Linked DNA regions of Pan troglodytes: region 1 is linked to region 2. The links are chromatin contacts, called in public Hi-C maps. All regions are on one chromosome and are shown on one strand. The core of a region is the stretch at or near the end of the contact, and the rest is flanking DNA. Distances in the headings are between cores, read along the strand shown. Region 1 holds the start of TSSC4 (tumor suppressing subtransferable candidate 4). Region 2 has its middle 18 kb from the start of TH.

The links. A called contact is a pair of places that touch in the nucleus more often than the background predicts.
Region 1: a contact with region 2 is called in a Hi-C map of stem cell-derived neural progenitor cells, with 5 times the contacts expected there. The contact joins the promoter of TSSC4 here to the enhancer-like site in region 2. A contact is called at or near these places in 4 of 7 Hi-C or Micro-C datasets (blood, induced pluripotent stem cells and stem cell-derived neural progenitor cells) and 1 of 1 datasets of contacts at active chromatin or transcription factors (stem cell-derived excitatory neurons).

Annotation. Positions count from the first base shown.
Region 1 is chr9:6,648,481-6,653,236 of NHGRI_mPanTro3-v2.0_pri, forward strand. TSSC4 (tumor suppressing subtransferable candidate 4) reads left to right here and starts at 2,010. Exons shown (of 4, transcript XM_009459700.5): 1 at 2,010-2,548; 2 at 4,033-4,189; 3 at 4,350-4,391; 4 at 4,584-4,756. The coding sequence starts at 4,373.
Region 2 is chr9:6,454,235-6,459,700 of NHGRI_mPanTro3-v2.0_pri, forward strand. No RefSeq gene overlaps it. Among named protein-coding and RNA genes, the nearest start is that of TH, 18 kb to the left of the region's middle. Within about 2 kb of position 3,912, at least 6 of the 24 cell types and tissues checked have an H3K27ac peak or open chromatin away from gene starts, as enhancers often do. A contact at or near this core is called in stem cell-derived neural progenitor cells, where this site is marked.

The DNA of each region.
Region 1 (4,756 bases), core at 760-3,259, 190 kb after region 2:
CAAGCGATTCTCCTGCCTCAGCCTCCTGAGTAGCTGGGACGACAGGCATGCACCACCACACCCAGCTAATTTTGTATTTTTAGTAGAGACAGTGTTTCGCCACGGTGGCCAGGCTAGTCTCGAACTCCTGACCTCACGTGACACACCAGGTTTTGGGATTACAGGTGTGAGCCACCACACCGGACTAAGGTCTCTGTTTTAACGTGAATGCTGGTCAGCTGTGCCTATGAGGCACGTTCGGCCACCCACAGTCATCATGGCCTGAACGAGCTTTTCAGGTTTACTTTAGAATGCATTTGGCCAAGAGGTGCCCATTCAGTTGGTTGGGGTTGCTTAGAATTTTACTTTGGGTTTAAACCAGGGAGCAACTCCAGGTAGCAAGGGCCCTTTTTGGGAGCGTTCTCTGTATTCTCTTTTGGGAGAGGCCCTGTGTTGCCTGCAGCCACTTCCACCCTGCCCCTTGGGCACACAAGGGGTACACAGTGTAAGCAGGTGGGCAGGAGGGGTCGGGCAGCCAGGGAATGCAGTGAGATGGGCTTGGGGTAGGGGCTGGGTGCGCTGCAGGACTCCTCTTCCTCCTGAGGGATGGTAAAGGATGGACACACTGCCCCCTCCCGAGCATTTGAGGGTCTCTGCCCTGCCCATCTGTTACCTGTAAATGTTCCTTTGAGGAGCTGATGGCTCAGGCCTGAGCCACATCTCAAAGGGTCTGGAGGAGAAGAAAGACCTCATCCTACTAGGGAGCCCACCCAGCCCACCAACGAGCGGTGGTTGGGGGCAGACAGGCTGTGGGGCTAAGGAACCCCTGCACTCCCCCGTCCTTTTCCCTTTGTCTGAGCACCTCCAGCCAGTGGGCTTGGTCTAGACTCTCCTATCTTTCCCCACATCGTGGGGTGGGGCTTGCTCTGGGTTAGGCTACTTTTCCCTAGTTGTGGGGAGGGGGGTGCTGGCACATTTCACTGTTCTCTGGAGGAAATGAGTGCCTGGGAATTCATGTCTAGGGCTCCCAGCAGCCTCTTTGCAGGCCAATTTGGAAACTGTCCCCAGCCCTGCATTTTAGGGGGTTACAGAGTCTCTCAGCAGGCCCTCCTCCCCTGCTGCTCCCAACTTGCAAGCCTGCACTGGTTGGGAGAACAGGATGGTCCAAGGAGCCCCCTTTCTACTTTCCGCTGTGTTCCCTGTGGGGAGGGAAGAGCAGTTTAAGAAATAAGGAATCCCAAAGGTGCACAGCAGACCGGGGGCCGAGGAGTGGGTACTGCTTCCCCTCCTTTTCTCTAGGCTGAGCCACAGCAGGTCCTTGAATCCTATTTCCCAGCGGATGCCAGGACAGCAGGCCCTGGGGGAGTTCTCTCTCGAGCCTTTCAGAGGGACCAGAGGTCTAGCAGCCAAGGGGAACTCAGAATCCTTGAGTGTGTGGGGCAGGACCTCTCCCAGCTGAGAAGGGGCACAAGGTGCCAACCATCTAGGGCCCAGTGGCCAAGGAGCACGCCGCTTGTCGCAGGGAGAATCTGGGCCCTGGTCCTCCCTTTCAGGGCGGGCAGCTGACCTGCCCCCTGCCGCGGACAGGCGAGGCCAGGCTGCTGGCTCGCAAGCATGGCGGAGCCCAAACCTTCCCTGCTGCCGCCCACCCAGCCACGGCTGACTTGGAAGCTTGAGGAGCGTTCAGCGGCCTCCATCCTGCCCGGGAGGACCGGGGACCTGGAAGTGCCTGGCCCTCGCTTCCCTGCAGCGCCCTAGGGGGACGTCTCAGTGCCTCCCGGAGCCCGGACCAATGCACCAGAGCTGAGGACCCAAGGGTGTGAGGGTGGCCGGGCAGTGGCCCCGAGGACGACGCCCCACAAGTTTGCGGCCAGGGCCCAGCAAACCCCTAGGGGTGGGAAAGCGTCGGCCCAGCCAGCGGGTCCAGCAGGGCCGCCCCCTTCACCCGTGGCCCAGCGGTCACGACCTCGCGTCCTCATCGCGGGCTGGGACTGCCTCTGCGTCTGGCCTGAGCGGGACCGTGGGATCCTGGGGAGCCCCGCCTCGGTGCACTGACAAAGCCCAGCAGGAGTGACGGTTACCGCTTCCGGTCAGGACCGGAAGTGCCGGGAACGGCATTCGTCCCCCGTGCGAGATGACGCACTTCCTGCCTGAGGCGGCCGCTGTTCTCGCGGCTTCCGGCAGGTGGCGCTGAGACCGCGGGAAGCCAGCCTGGCTGTCGGTTAGCCCTCGAGCATTCTGGGAATTGCAGGCCTGGCCCCTCCTCTTCCTGTTCTTGGTCAATTCCGGTCTTGATTCTCCAACAAATGCCGTCGTTTCCGGGGCTGCTTCCGAGCCGGACCCAAGGGCCGGGGCGTGGAGGAGTAGAGGGGCGAGCGCATGCGCACAGGACTACACGTCCCGACAGGCGTCGGGAGCGGCGGCCCAGTTCCTTGTGGGAGCTGTAGTTCTGCAGGCGCGGAAGCCGTGGTGCTCGGCCGGCAGAGCACTCGGTTTCCCAGAGGGCTGAGCGCGCCGCACGGAGGTGCGGCGCCGACCAAGATGGAGACTGCCGAGCAGCCTTGAGCCGGTAGGTTTGTGGTGAGGGAGGACGGGCCGCGCGGGCCGGCCGAGCCTCCGGGAGGTCACCGAGCGCAGCTTTAATACCTGAGCTCGAAGGCCCCGCTGTGCTCGCCGACCCTCGTACCTCGCGGCCGGGCCCTTGGGACCCACAGCATCCTTGTGAGGCCCGGAGGCCTGTCCAGCCCGACTGGACAGTGCCGAGGGGCACCGAGAGCCAGCTTGGCACCGAAAGTTCGTTCGGGGAGGTCTTGCTGGCACATATAGTGGAGAAAGGCCGGGCTCTGCGTTCATGTGGAGAAAGAGACGGCTTCCTTCAGCCTACGGACATGAAGGAGTCAACTCTACCTTCCACTCGTTGCCGGCTTTCGCCGAGAACCCCGAGAAACGGACTACCGGAGTCCCTATCTTGCAGCCCGATCCCCGCTCCCCCTCGGAGTGCCCCGCTGACCAGGCTGCTTCTGGCCGCGGCGGCGTTCCGCTGCAGAGGACGGGAGTGCGAATCTGGGAAGCAGGGTTCTGGTTGAACTCCAGCTTCGTCTGCAACATACTGTGTGACTTGGGCAAATTATTTCCCCCGCCCCGTTCCTGCCAGCTTTAAAACGGTCATCAGTGGGGGGTGCTGGGTATCCCCTTTCACTGGGGTGGCTTCTTCACTGAGGAGAGTCGCGCCTCAGAGGAATTGAGGTCCTGCCTGTGTTCGACCTGGTGGGGGGCACTAAGAGCCCCCAATAGTACCCCTGACCCCATCCTTATGGGGTGCACAAGACACAGGTCACCCTCGGCGGGCAAGGAGTTTTGGTAGCAGGAGAGAAGTCAGTGGATGGATGGCCGAGGACAGTGCAGAAGGGTGTGGCTGGGCCGTCTTTTTTGCCTGGAAATTCAAGCTCCGAGGCACCCAGTCACTCCAGCACTAAATGGGTGCAGGAGGTAGCACTTGTCTGCCCAGCTGGAAAGGCAGGGTATGTGCTGAGTGTTACAGGAGGAAGGCCACTGGAGGTCGCTCCAGGAGCTGCGGGGATTTACCTCTGCCTAACAGGGCTGCTCAAGGTGATGGTCGACACCCCACTTTCCTGAGAGCTTGACCCTCAGATGCCAGGGCCTTGGCTGCAGATTCCTTGGGAGCTCCCGGGGATCTTCCAGCAAATAGGAGCAAATCTTTTCCCCGTGGATCAGGAAGGTGCACGCTCTTTGTGGAATACGACTGCTCACTCCGCACAGCAAGCAGCTTATAAGTGGCCCTCCTGCCTGATCTCAGCCCTGGGTTCAAGCCCTGGGTGGCTGCTTACTACCAAAATCGCTCAGTAGCTCCAAGCCTGCCTGCAGAGGGTTGGCACGATTAAATGAGGTGACGAGTCAAAAGTCCCTACCCTGGGTCCTAGCCTGTCAGGGGCTCCGAAAACCCAGGCTCAGGTCGGTCCTGCCCGGCACCTGTTTCACACATGTGCGCTCCGGTCTGAGGTTGGTCCTCTCCCCCACCCCACCCACCTGCAGTTGAGCAGCTGAACAGAGGCAATGCCGGGGCACTCCGAGGCCTGAGACGACCACGCCTGTGCCGCTGAGGACCTTCATCAGGGCTCCGTCCACTTGGCCCGCTTGGCTGTCCAATCACACTCCAGTGTCAACCACTGGCACCCAGCAGCCAAGAGAGGTGAGAGGAGGGCTTGGAGGGGGAGGCGGGACTCCACCCTGTGTGAGACAGTTCTGTCAGTTGACCCTCCACTTGTCCAGGGGCAGTGGATCTGCAGGGGGAACTCATTCTCAATACTGTTCCTCCTGAGAAACAAATTTTCTGGGCTGTTTTGGTTTAGGTGTGGCGTGGCCCTGGGGACGCATGGCTGAGGCAGGAACAGGTGAGCCGTCCCCCAGCGTGGAGGGCGAACCCGGGACGGAGTATGACACGCTGCCTTCCGACACAGTCTCCCTCAGTGACTCGGACTCTGACCTCAGCTTGCCCGGTGGTGCTGAAGTGGAAGCACTGTCCCCGATGGGGCTGCCTGGGGAGGAGGATTCAGGTCCTGATGAGCCGCCCTCACCCCCGTCAGGCCTCCTCCCAGCCACGGTGCAGCCATTCCATCTGAGAGGCATGAGCTCCACCTTCTCCCAGCGCAGCCGTGACATCTTTGACTGCCTGGAGGGGGCGGCCAGACGGGCTCCATCCTCTGTGGCCCACACCAGCATGAGTGACAACGGAGGCTTCAAGCGGCCCCTAGCGCCC
Region 2 (5,466 bases), core at 2,662-5,161:
CCACACATATACACACCATACACACAAACACCACACGCCACATACTCGCACATACACACATGCACACCACACCACATACACACCACACACACAAACACCACATGCCACATACACACCACACACACACACCACACACCACATACACACAAGCTACATGCCACACACACCATACACACACCACACACAAACACCACACACACCTACATACATACCATGCCCCACATACACACAAGCTACACGCCACACACAACACACACAAACCACACACACCGCACATACCACACACGCCTACATACATACCACATAGACACAAACCACATGCCACATGCAACACACATAAACCACACACCACACACACACCAGACACTACACACACACCACACATACACACCACACACACCACACAACACACACACCTACATACACGCCACACACATGCCACACAAACTACACCAATCATACACACACACCACACACAAACACCACACACCACATACACTACACACAATACACACCACACACACAACACACTTACCTACATACACACCACACGCATACACACCACACACACACCACACAAACTGCACAAACCACACACCACACCACACACACCTACAAACACCGTGCACATACACACACCACACACACACACCACACACCATACATACACCACACGCACATACAGGCACACATAACACACACATCATACACATCACACACACACATACTACACAATACAACACACACATATTACACACTACACACACATACAGGCATACACATGCACACCACACATACACAAACCACATAGTCACACACAACACACACAGATCACACACACCACACACACCCCACACATATCACACACACCACACACACACTTCACACACCCCATACACACCACACATGCAGACACCACACACGCTACACACCACACACACAACCACACACACCCCACACACTCCACACACACCACACACACCATATACCACACACATCACAAACACACATCATACACACAGCACACTCACCCCACACAACTCCACATGTCACACACATGAACACACCACATACTACACATGCCATACCCACACACGTGTGCTCTATCCACATAGCCTCTGGGCGGGGAGGTAGGAACCTGGCACAGGGCTGTCCCGTGGCCCTGTTGTGTGTTCGTGGAATGTGTATAGATCCCTATTCACAAATACGTAGAGGAGAGACTGGCAATCCCCCTGGCAAATGCAGTCCCGTGATCTTTGGCACAGGTGCCAAGGCCATTCAGTGGGGAAAGGACAGCCTCCTCCACAGACGGGGCTGGGAAACCGGGATGCCCACATGCAGAAGTGTGACGCTGGACCCCTCCCTTCCCATCCAAAAATTACCCCCTAACAGGTCAACGGCCTGGACGTAGGGCCTGAGACGGTAGAGAGAACACACAGGGCAAAAGCTTCATGGCCTCAGACCTGGCAGTGATTTCCCAGATGTGACACCAAAGGTGCAAGCAACAAAGAGATAAATTGGACTTAAAAATTAAAACAAACAAACAAACAAACAAACAAACAAACAACTTTGTGTATCAGAGGACATCACCAACTGTAAAAAGGCAACTCCCAGAACAGGAGAAAATGCCGCAAATCACACACCTGATCGGGTAGTAGTACCCGGAACCCACAGAGAACCCCTAAAACACAACTGCCAAACACCAGATTCAAAAGTGGGCGAAGGACGTAGACGGGCGCCTCTCCAGGGAAGGTGTATCCAGGACAGCAGCCGCAGGGAAAGGTGCTCAATGCCACGAATCATTAGGGCAATGCCAATCAAAATCACGGCGCAACAGGATTCCACACCCGTTAGGGTGGCCACCATCAACAAACCCAAACAATGCAGAACACAAAATAGCAAGTGCTCACGAGAATGTGGAGAAATCAGAGCCCCTGCGGTGGGTCGTGCCGCAGGGCAGCTGCTGCGGACAGCACCCTGGCAGCTCCCCCGTGGGTTAAAGGGGCACTACAGGCTGCCGCAATCCTGTTCCTACACGGATGCCCAAAAGAAATGAAACCTATGTCCACCCAGGAACGTGTGTGTGACTGCTCACAACAGTGTTATTCACTATTGCTGGAAAGTGGAACCAACCCAGTGTCCGCCGGCTAAGAGCAAAATGTGGTCCACGCATACAACGGGGCACGATTCAGATTCAGCCTCAAAAAGGAAGGACATTCTTTTTTTTTTTTTTTTTTTTGAGGCGGAGTCTCGCTCTGTCACCCAGGCTGGAGTGCAGTGGGGCGATCTCGGCTCACTGCAAGCTCCGCCTCCCGTGTTCACGCCATTCTTCTGCCTCAGCCTCCCGAGTAGCTGGGACTACAGGTACCCACCACCACGCCCGGCTAATTTTTTGTATTTTTAGTAGAGATGGGGTTTTACCGTGTTAGCCAGGATGGTCTCGATCTCCTGACCTTGTGATCCACCCGCCTCAGCCGCCCAAAGTGCTGGGATTACAGGCATGAGCCACCGCGCCCGGCCCAGGAAGGACATTCTTACATCCGCTACGCCGTGGATGAACCTCGAGAACCTTACAATCAGGGAGAGGAGCCAGTCACAACAGGACAAATGCTGCCCGAGTCCACTCCCACGTGGTCCCTAAAGACGTCAAATCTGTGGGGATGGAGAGGAGAATGGGGCTGCGGGGGGCTGGCGGAGGGGATGGGGCGTGAGTGTTTCAGGGGACAGAGTTCGGTTTGGGAAGATGACAGAGTTCTGGAGATGACGGTGGTGATGGCTGCCCGGCAACGTGAACGTGCTTAATGCTGCCGAACTGTGCACTGGAAGTGGTTCAGATGAGAAGTTTTGTGTTATGTGTATTTGACCACAAAAAACTGGAAAAAGTATAACACAAATAAAGGGAGAAAAGCATGTTGACAAAGAGACCCCAGAACGAACTCTTCTGCTGAATGAGGGGCTGCCTCACGTGTTTTTCTTTGCCAGCCTGGAGTTTCCACCCGCAGTCAGTGTGCACAGAGGGCTGGGCTGGAGGCAGAGACCGGCCGGGTCAGTGGCAAGGCTGTCTCTCAGCAACCCTGGGGCAGAGCAAGCAGCTCCTCCCGGGAGGCCAGGGGGGCACTGGACACAGGCCCACTCAGGGGCCGGGCAGCTGGTGGGCACACCCCGTGGGTGCTGGGAGTGCACAGCCACTGAGGCAGCACCTCAGGGAGCCCTGGGGCGTGTCCCCTCTGGGTCTACACAGCACTAAGGCCGCCCCTGGGGCATAAGGTCGGCAGCCTGCCTCCCACGGCACTGCGCTGCCTGTGCCCTCCTCATGGGCAGAGTGGGCATCCAGAGCCTGGCAGGACCCCTTCTGGCTTGTTGTCCACAAGTCCCCAGTTACACAGCCCAGGCCGGCTTCTGAGGGGCACGGTGATAGAGCCCCTCCCCGCCCTCTGCAGGAAGCCGGGAAAGAAGGGTGGACCCTTCCCATTCCAGGCTGCTCCCGCCCCACAGGGAGGGCCGTGTTGGCAGTGAAGCCTGAGGCTCAGGGTCCAGGCAGAAAGCGCTGGTTCCTCCAGACCGCCAAGCGCGGTTGCTATTTATTTCTTCTCCATTAAAAGCCTCGGGACCATTTATTGATTTCTTGCTAAGATGTGTTATCGTCCATGATACAGCAAAGTGAACAAAACTGGAGAAAACAGGGGCAGAGGCGAAGGCGAACGCACGCGTGGCGGCCCTGCTAACGGGGCTCTGAGCATCTTGTTTCGCTGTCACCGCAGGAGGCCTTGCTGCCATCATCCCGCTGCGTGTCAGAAACCTTTTCCATGGCGTCTGTATCAATCCGCTTTTAACAAGGAAGAAGGAAGGGCCCGAGCCCGTGCCAGCTGCCTCGGGGTGAGGGCTGCCTGCCCCTGGGCCTTCGGCTGAGTAGGTTTGGAAAGCACTCCCTTTGTCTAATTACGCCTGATCCGGTATCCAGGGAAACAGCTGCATCTTAATCCTCAGGGCAGGACATTAGTTTGTCTTTTATCTGTCCACAATCGGCACCGGGGCCACGTGGAGCCAAATTGTGTTGACTTCTTGCACGCACGCGGAGGCTAATTGCAGGGACACGGAAAGCCAGAGACCCCTGAGAGTGGAGCAGCCTCCCAGTGTGCAGGGGGCAGAGCCGGGGGCTGCCCATGCTGAGCAAGCCCTGGGCACCTGCCTGGCAGGAAGGTCGGGGTGGAGGAAGCGGATGCAGGTGGCTGAGATTGCAGAGGGAGAAAGCAAAGGAGGAAGGAGAGAGAGGGAAGGAGGAGGATGAGGGAGGGGAAGGAGGAGGCCCTGAGGCTGTCTCAGGGAGGGGCCTGGGGCCTAGGACTCTGCGGAGGAGGAACAGAACTGTTCCCCAGTCCCCTTTGTCTGTTGACTTTGTCACCAGGCACATGCTAACCTTTCGGTGGACGAGGGTGTTGGTGACTTCAATTTGTTATTGAGGAAGCACAGATTTTTGTTTTCGTTTTGAGACAGGGTCTCTCTCTGTCACCCAGGCTGGAGTGCAGTGGCAGGATCATGGCTCACTGCAATCTCCATGGCCTCAATCAATCCTCCGACCTCAGCCTCCTGAGTAGCTGGGACTACAGGTACACGCCACCATGCCCTGCTAATTTGAAAACAATTTTTTGTAGAGACGGGGTTTCACTGTGTTGCCCAAGCTAGTCTCAAACTCCTGGGCTTAAGCGATGCCCCTGCCTTGACAACCCAAAGCATTGGGATTACAGGCTTGAGCCACCACACCTGGCCTGAAACCACAGTTTTTTAACTGAAAAAATAGGTATATATATATTTACGATTAAAAGAGTAACCCCACGCTCACTAGAAAAATGCAAAAGATACAGAAATGCATAAAGAAACCAAATGGCCTCAGAACTCCTAAAGCAAACACACGGACTAGGTAAAGTCCCCTGGGGAATAATCTGTGACCCCTCCTCCCCGAGCCTGGATAAATCAGGTGCCCTGTGTGGACACACCATGGGACACGAGATTCAAAGTGGTGGCTATGTCCGGGGAAGGAGGGAAGGAGGGAGGGAAGCACAGGGAGCCAGGGGCGTGGGCAGGGCTGGTTTCTTGTTCTTTAAATCGAGGTGCACGTGAGGCTAAGTCCAGGTTTGACAGAGCTGGGCGGTGGCCACTCCATGGTGCTGGTGATGACTATCTTTGTGAACCGAGACGGCCAATCATTAACATCCCCTAGACCCCTGGGGTACACCCTGGAGGGGCCCCTGGCTAGGTGTGGTGTGACTTCTCAGGGGGAAGCAGAAATGCACCCTCCTGGGTCACCCCCTCCAGGCTGAGACCCAAGGGGGTCTCAGTTCACTGTGGCCTGGGCAGCCAGAGGTCCCCAGCCACAGGCCCTGTGGTCCAGCCAGGGCTCCCGACCTCCCAGCTCCCCGGCCCCCCATATTCCACGCCCAAAGGAGGTGATTTGTCTCTCAGAAAGAG